2 separate regions of the Delphinus delphis genome follow, and region 2 is linked to region 1. Evidence: chromatin contacts called from public Hi-C data. All regions are on one chromosome and are shown on one strand. The core of a region is the stretch at or near the end of the contact, and the rest is flanking DNA. Distances in the headings are between cores, read along the strand shown. Region 1 holds the start of LRFN1 (leucine rich repeat and fibronectin type III domain containing 1). Region 2 holds the start of PAK4 (p21 (RAC1) activated kinase 4).

Region 1 (4,139 bases), core at 680-3,179:
TTTCTCCATCTCTGTATACCTTTGTCTCTCTTATTATTAACTTCTCACCACCCTGCCCCCTTCCACTCCCGTCCATCCCAGGCCTGCCCTCACCCTCTTTCCCCTTCGCCTCCACCTTGTTCTGACATTTACCATCTGTGTGACCTTAGGCAAGTGACTAAACCTCTCTGTGGCTCAATTTTCTTCATCTGTAAAATGGGGATAATAATGCGACTTCCTCATCTGGCTGCTGTGAAGAGTGAATGGAGTCATATATGTGAAGCCCTTAGATCCACTCCTGGTACATAGTAGTGTTTGACACGTGTCCACTTTTGCTGTTGCTGTTATTATTCTCCCACATCTGTCCTCCCAGCCCTGGTCCTCCACATCCTGGCAGGGAGCACCAAATACCAGGGTGAGAGGTGGGGATGGTGCCTGGGTGGTGGTGGTAATGGTGATGGTGATGGTGAAATCTAAAGACTAGGGGGTGGGAGGTGGGATTGTGAGTGTCCCCAGGGGCATCTAATGGTTGTGAGTGGTTCACTGGAGCTTCACTAGAGGGAAGTTCTGCAGAGATGCCCTTGATCTGGGGGGCAGGGCAAGCTCCATGTGATGATGTGGCTGGGAAGAATTTAGGGAAGGGGTTTAGGGGAAGACCTTGGAATCCAAATGGGATTCAAAATGGGAGGGATTTGCACCACCAGGAAGCTGGGGAATTGCAATAAGACAGATTTTGAGGGGAGGACTTGCTGGGTTTAGGGGCCAGTGAATATCTCAAAAAGAGGTGGAAAGTGGCCTGAGATACTCAGTGGGAGAAGGGCTGGGGGTCAGCTATTTGATAGGAGTTGGGCAAAGGGGTCTGAACAAGGAAGGAACAAGGCATTCTGGACTCCACAGAAGTCACAGGGAGGGGGAAAGGTCTTCAGGGTTCAAGAGAGAGAATAGGAATGGGGAGGAGGCTGGGTCCTCAGGAGGGCAGCACCGGTGGGGAGGAAGATCAAGAATCTGGGGCAAATTGGGCATTCTGTAAACCAAGGGGTGCCTTGGAGGGGAGGACGGTCTGGGATCTAATGGGGGTAATCAGGAACGTTTAGGGTCTCCCATGTGGGTAAGAGACATATTTGGGCCTCCTAGATGTTAGATGTGGTCTGGAGTTCCTATTGGGGGGCAGGGAATGGTTTGAGGTCGAGAGGTTAGAAGGACATAGAGGGTCCCCAGGAAGGAGTGGGATATGGTTTGTGGTCCTGAGTGGCTGTAGAACATGGTTTCGGTCCCCAAAGGGAGTAAGGCGCGATCTGGGGTCTCCCTGGATGTTGACATATAGTCTGAATCCTCTCTGGATGTTGGGGTGTGATCTGGGGGCCCTGAGTGATGGGGTGTGGTCTGGGGTCCACCTGAATGTTGGGGTATGACTTACGGTCCCTGATGGGGGTGCTGTGGATCCCCTTGGATGCTGGGATGTGGTCTGGGGTCCCCTTAGATTTGGGGGTACAGACTAAGGTCCCTGATGGGTTTGGGGCAGAGTCTGAGGTCACCAAGGAGAGCAGGACATGATTTGTGGTCCTGGGTGGCTGAGGAACGTGGTCTGGGTTCTCAAAGGAGGTAAGGCATGATCTGGAGTCCCCCTGGGCATTGGGACACGATCCGAGGTCTCCACTGGGGCTTCAAGGGTTCCCCATGCCAGTCGGGGCGTGGTCTGGTGGTCTCCCGGGAAGCCGGCAGGGCTGGAGGTGGGGCTGGGGAGGGGTTGGGGGCGGGCCGGCAGCTCCGCAGGGGAGAGGGGTCTGCAGCTGGCCCAGGGGCGGGGGGCGGGGGCGTGTAGCCGCCCCGCCCGGCCCCTCCGGTCGGCGTCCCCTCCCCGCTTGCGGTGGTGGCGGCGGCGGGGCTCCGGCGGCGGGCGGTGCGGAGGGCGGAGCTCGGCGGCGGCTCGGGAGGGAGGGCGGGAGGCGGGAGGGAGGCGGCCCCGCGGCACCGCGCCCCCTCCCCCGGCCCTCCCCCCACCATGGCGCGGAGCGAGGCAGCGGCGGCGGGGCCGGGCCCGGGGCCCCCCCTTGACTGGGTGAGCGCGGCCCGCAGCGGCCAGGGAGGCGGCGGGCGGGGGCGCCGGTGTGAGCGCCGGTGTGAGCGTGCGAGCGTGTGAGTGTGTGTCCGCGGCGCTGCGGCGGGCCCGGCGTGCGCTCGCGCGGCCCTCTGTGTGCCCGGCGCCGGCGTGTGCGGCGCCCTGCTTGTGTGGCCATCCGGGTGTGTGCCGGGTGTCGAGCCGAGGTGCTGTGTCCTGCCGTGCGTGTGTGTCCCCCCGGGTGGCTGCCCCTCCTGCTGTGTGTCTGGGGGGCTGTCGCGCGCCCATCGGAGGGGCTGTGTGCAGGTGTGTGTGCGTGGGTTGTGTGCCCAGGTGTGGGTCCCCCACCCTACCCCCCCGCAGCTAGTGTCTTCGCGCGGCTAGCTGCGTTGGGTGTTTGTGTCCGGGTTGGATGTCCATCCCAGGATCTGTGTAACCGGGTGTGCCCGCTTGGGTGTCCGTTTGTGCGTGTGTGTGTGTGTCTGCGGGTTGTATGTCTCCGAGGGTGTGTGTCTTTGCGTCCATGTCAGGTTCCCGGCGGGGGGCTGGGGCTCAGCGCCTCGTGGGACCAGGCCTCTGTGTGGGTTTGGGGGAGGGGAGTTTGCCGCTTCCTCGGTCCATGTCAACTCCGGGGGGGTGGTGGTCCTCGGCGGTCCTTGGGGGAGACGGCCATGTCTTCCCCTTCCTGGTGGCTGGGTGGGGGGGGATGGGCAGCCGGTAGGTGGACAGATGGAGGGATGAGAGGCCGAGGGATGGACAGATGGGCCCTAGGGGAGGGATGCAGACCCGGCCCTTTCCCACACCCATCCCACCCCACTCCCTCACCGGCCAGATCTCCGCAGATGGGGCCGGAGTTGCCTGCATCCAGATAGCCAGGCTGAGGGACCTTTGGGCTGCTGGTGGGAGGATTGCCTTGGACCAATGCTCTACGACTCAGGCCCTCAACCCTCTGAGATTCGACCTGCTGAACTCTGACCTGGCTGGGGAGGGGTTGTGCTGGGAGGGAGGGATGTTAGGATTTCTTTGGCCTGGGCAGTAGGTGGGGCGGGGGTGCCTCAGGTCTGGGAGGCATGTGTGTCCATGACTGTGTGTGAGTGGGGTTCTCTGCTTATCTGTTGACTGTGCCACTGTGGTTCAATATTTTGTATTTGTAAGTGTGTAAATCCCTCACAGGGCAGTTGTGCGAGCACGTCTGTTATGAGTGAGCACCTGGGAGTGTCTGTGCAGAGGTGGGTCTTTCTGTACCTGTGTGCTTGTTTGAGTGTGTATCAGCCTTGTAAGCGTCTGTGCGTGTTGTGGTTCTGTGTATGTGTGTGAGGTGTGTATTCGCGAGTGTGTGCATTCGTGCATCTGTTGGTGTGATAATGTATGTGACCATGCATCATGGGGATATGTGAAGTTGCATGAGTGTGTTTGGGCATTTAAGAGCATGCACCTGTGTATCTGTGCACGTGAGCATCTGTTGTATGTGTGTGCCCCTGTGTGTTGGTGAGTGTGCAAGGGTAGATCGGTTATAGGTGCACGCACCTGGGGACACGTGGGCTTCACTCTTGTGTGTGTGCATCTGTGTGTGAGTGTACAAGGGAAAAGGCAATATGGTATGTGTGGTTGTGCATTGGTGTGTCAACCTTGAGGGTATGTGTCTATACTGTGAGTCCATTTTTGTGTTCACGTTGGTCTCTGGGGGGTGGGGTTGTGTATGTTCAAATACATATATTCAGGATGATATGCGCACATGTGCCTGTGTCCTTGACACAAGGCTGACCCCACTTATGGGCCCAGTGAATTGGGGCCCATGTGGCATGACCTGTGGTATGCTGGGATCCATGGATACAAGTGTGCCCACATCCTGGACCAAGAGTCTGTTGAGGGCGGGGGGCACACAGATCATGCTGCTGTGTCCATGGAAATCCAGATGGAGAGTCGTGGGTTGTGGGCCCATGTGGGTTTTGGCATGTCCACACATGTTGGTGTGACAGTGGTGTGATGGTGAAGATGAGAATCTCTGGTCCTCCCCCAGCTCCTGGTACTGTTCAGGTCTTTGAAGTTGGGGGACTGGGATGTGGATTCTGGAAGGAGGAGGCTGGGAGCCTAGAATCCT
Region 2 (4,139 bases), core at 1,069-3,568, 160 kb after region 1:
TCACACAGGCTACATGCTGCCGACAAGCCCCCAACTCTGCATCCCTGACCTCCACTCACGCCTTTTCTTCTGCCTGGCGCACCCTTTCCCATTCCTCCTACTCATCCTTCAGAGATTACCCAGGGGACTTTCCAAGGGACAGAGTACCAGGCCCAGGGTCTGGGCACTCTCCTGGTCCTCTGACCATGTCCTCGCAGGCCACGTCCCTGCTGGTAGAGATGTAGCCATGTATCACTGGCTAGGGGTCTGGTTCCAGTCCGCTCCCACCAAGGGACACTGAGGGCCCTCAGGGGCCAGGGGCCCGTGTGTCTTGTCCGCTGCTGCAGACTCAGCACCCAGCACCACGCCCGACATTCAACCACCACCAACCCAGCACCCTCCATGGACCAGGCAGTGATTCAAGTGGGGATTCAGGGAAAGAACAACATGGAGAAATTCCTGCCCGTGAGGGGCCCACATTCTAGTGGGAGGCAGACAAGAAACTGCGTGTTGATAAATAAGTTAAAGACCGAGTGAAGGGCTGGGAGAGAACAATAGTGAGATAAAGAGTGTGTGTGGAGGGCGGTTGGGAGTTCCCTGGTGGCCTAGTGGTTAGGATTCAGTGCTTTCACTGCAGAGGTCTGGGTTCGATCCCTGGTCCGGGAACCATCCCACATGCCACACAGCACGGCCAAAATACCACAAAACAGTGTCTGGGGGCAGGGTGGTCCTGGTCAGGCTGTGAGTGAGTGGCTCGTGAGTGAGAGGGTGCAAAGTGGGGAAGGGATTCCAAGCAGAGGGAACACGAAGGTCAAAGACCTGGAGGCAGGCATAAGCCTACAGAGTTGAAGAACAGCAAACAGGCCAGTGTGGTTGGACCTCGGGGAGGGACGCGAGAGAGCAGGAGGAAAAGAGGTGGCAGTGACTGAAGATCGTGAGGAGAGGTTGGGGTTTTAAGGACAAAGAACACCCAACTTTGTACAGGGTACCACCCAACAACACCCTCCCCAGACAGGAGCCTGCCAGACTCACTTGGACTCCGGGCCACCCACAAACACCCCATCCCATCGGCCCAGGGGACCCTCTCCTCCCAGATCACACCCTTCCACCGAGGCCAAACAGACAATCTGTTCCTGCCCAGGGAGCGGCCCAGCCTTGCCCAGCCCCCTGCTTCCACGAACAGACCTCTGGCAATCTACAGTGTGGCGACCAGGGGCAGGAGCTCTGGAATCATTCAGATCCAGCCTGGAATCTGCCTCCATCACTTACCAGAAGCTCTTTGAGCCTCACTTTTTGTGGCTGTAAAGTGGGTGTATCTAGATTGTAGTACAATAAGACCAGGCGCTGAGCACAGTGTCAGCCCTCATTAAGTATTAACTAACATTATGAGTATTTGAGAGGCAGCAGAGCATAGAACTCTGGGCCCAGAACTCCAGAGTTCCAATCTCAGCTGCAAAACGTACTCATGAGGTGGCCCTGGGCAAATCACTTGGCCTCTTAATAATAGCACCAAGCCCATAAGGTTGTGGTCAGGATTAAATACGTGTAAAGAGTTTAGAACAGGGTCTGACACATAGTGCTTTATGAGTGCTTGGAATTCTTTTCATTATCTGCGGGAGGGGGGCTTCCTTCTCCCCCACCAGAAAGCACCTTTGATTTCTTTCTTGAATGTCCTACCCCTCCTCTCCAGCAATATGTCCCACTTGGGTTTTAACTTTCGACCCTTGGGAACATCATCTGTCGGGCCATCAGATTCTGATTTTTGCTCGCTTTGGTCACGCCCCACCTTTGATCTCATAAAGATGCCCCCCAACCTAAGTCTCCTGCATTTGCTCCACTGGCTGCTGCCTTAACTCCAACCGCCGCCCCCACGGTTGTGACCTCTGACCCTCGTAGGCACATCCTCCCATCAAATTATTAATTTGACCCCCTTTTTTGACATTCACCCCGTGCCCCTCCAACGAACTCCCACTTCAAATTTCGAATTTTGCGCCCCCCTTCGCCACGCCCCCTTCGTTAGTTTGACCTCTGACCTCCTATACACCTCCCTCCCTCCCGCTCAGCGTAGACCCACGACCCCCCCGGACGCGACCCTTCCCTCCACAAGTGAACTTTGACCCCAGCGGCCCCGCCCCCTACTCGCCTAAACGCTCTACAACCGCCCGGCGCACCCCAATCCCGTGGCCAGACCACTTATCCTACCGGCTCGGCACCGCAGTCGCTCGCGGCCTAGCTGCTCGGCCCGGAAATCGGCTCCCTCACGCCGCCCTCAGCTCTCTTGCGCCGCCGCCACCACGGCCACTGCCGCCGCCATGTTGAATCCCCAACGAACATCCGGGGCTTTCCCCCCTCGCCGTCCACCAGTCCCCATAGCAACGGGGCTGACTGGGCCGGGGGCAGGGCCCGCTCAGGGGCGGAGCTGGGCTCCGGGCAGCGCCGCTCCAGCCTCTGATTGGTGCTGATAGTCCAATCGGAGACCTTCAGGCGGAAAATGCCAAGCAGGGATTGGAAAATTTGGAAAGGGTGCGGAGAGGCTGGCTCCCAGCCCACTTGGATTCTTAAAGGGGAAAATGGCTATCCTCTGGTAACAGAACTTCCCATCTTCCCTCAAAAGGAGTTAGTGGGTGGAAGGCAGTAATGGTAATAATGGCCAGAAACAGTTCGTAAGCATTTACTATGTGTCAGACACCCCGCCAAGTGAAATTTCTCGCTGAATACTCACAACAGACGTATTGTATGTTAATACCCATTTTACAGATAAAACTGAGGTTTAGAGGGGCGAACGAGCTGGTTCGGGATCACAGGAAGTAAATAATGAGTTTTGGACGACGTCTGGCAGTCTGTCTGAGTCCGGGAACTTGGCCCGGAATCAAGGCACAGTTTGATTTAATCTTTTTATAAGGTTTTTTTGTGTGTTTTTGTTTATAGTATTTATTTGTAAAAAATTTTTTTGAAAAAAAAACCCCGTAATCTAAACTCGGACATCTTTTTCTGTGATTGCACTCATTGAGCTCCAGCCACTTTGCTCTTCCAAAAAAAAAAAAAAAAAAAAAATCAGGTGCTCTCCCACTTCAAGGTCATTGCATTGCATTTTCCTTCTGTCTGGAATAGACTCTTTCCCCAGGTATCGTCATGGCTACCTCCTTTCTGTCCTTCAGGGTTTTACTCAAATGTCATCTTATCAGTGGGACTGTTCCTGCCCATGCTGACTAATGCAGCAAACATCCCTCTCACATGCTACTAAAGCCCTTACCTTGTCTGCTTTTTCTTATTTTCTGTTGCTCAAATCATCCTCTAACATACTAGATGATTAGATAATCATAGTTACTGTTTTTTGGCTCTCTCTGCTGCTGTCGTGTCAGCACCATGAGAGCATTGATTTTTGTCTGTTTTGTTCACTGTACTTGCCCATTTGTTGAATGGATGGTTGGATAAGTTGTAAATCCACCTCCGCAGAGGTACTTTTAAATATTTAGTGCATCTCCCTTGCCCCAGCACAGTGTCTAGCACATAGTAGGCATTTAATTAATACCTGAAGAAGCAATGAATAAGTGATTGCATAATGTCTTTTTTTCTGTGCATTTACCTTTTATTTATTTTTAAAATAAATTTATTTTATTTATTTTTAATTTTGGCTGTGTTGTGTCTTCGTTGCTGCGCTCAGGCTTTCTCTAGTTGCGGCGAGCAGGGGCTACTCTTCGTTGCGGTGTGCGGGCTTCTCATTGCCGTGGCTTCTGTTGTTGCAGAGCACGGACTCTAGGCGCGTGGGCTTCAGTAGTTGTGGCTTGCAGGCTCTAGAGCACAGGCTCAGCAGTTGTGGCGCCTGGGCCTAGCTGCTCCGCGGCATGTGGTATCTTCCTGGACCAGTGCTCGAACCTGTGTCCCCTGCATTGGCAGGTGGATTCTTAAGCACTGCGCCACCAGGGAAGCCCCCTACCTACCTTTTAAAACAGAATTGGAAACACATTTATAAAGAATTTTGTATCTTTTTAAAACAAGACTATAAATATCACCAGTAACTTTCCAGGTCATTAAATATTCTTCAAGAACATTTGTTTTAATGGCTGCATAAGATGCCATTCTATCAATGAATGCTAATTTGTCTGAACCACTCTTTCTTGTTGAACATCTAAACTGTGATAAATATTTTGCTATTATAA

The links. A called contact is a pair of places that touch in the nucleus more often than the background predicts.
Region 2: a contact with region 1 is called in a Hi-C map of muscle, with 5 times the contacts expected there. The contact joins the promoter of PAK4 here to the promoter of LRFN1 in region 1. A contact is called at or near these places in 3 of 3 Hi-C or Micro-C datasets (lung and muscle).

Annotation. Positions count from the first base shown.
Region 1 is chr20:13,106,559-13,110,697 of mDelDel1.2, forward strand. It overlaps LRFN1 (leucine rich repeat and fibronectin type III domain containing 1), which reads left to right and starts at 1,930. Exons shown (of 5, transcript XM_060000615.1): 1 at 1,930-2,038.
Region 2 is chr20:13,270,041-13,274,179 of mDelDel1.2, forward strand. It overlaps PAK4 (p21 (RAC1) activated kinase 4), which reads right to left and starts at 2,319. Exons shown (of 9, transcript XM_059999053.1): 1 at 2,182-2,319.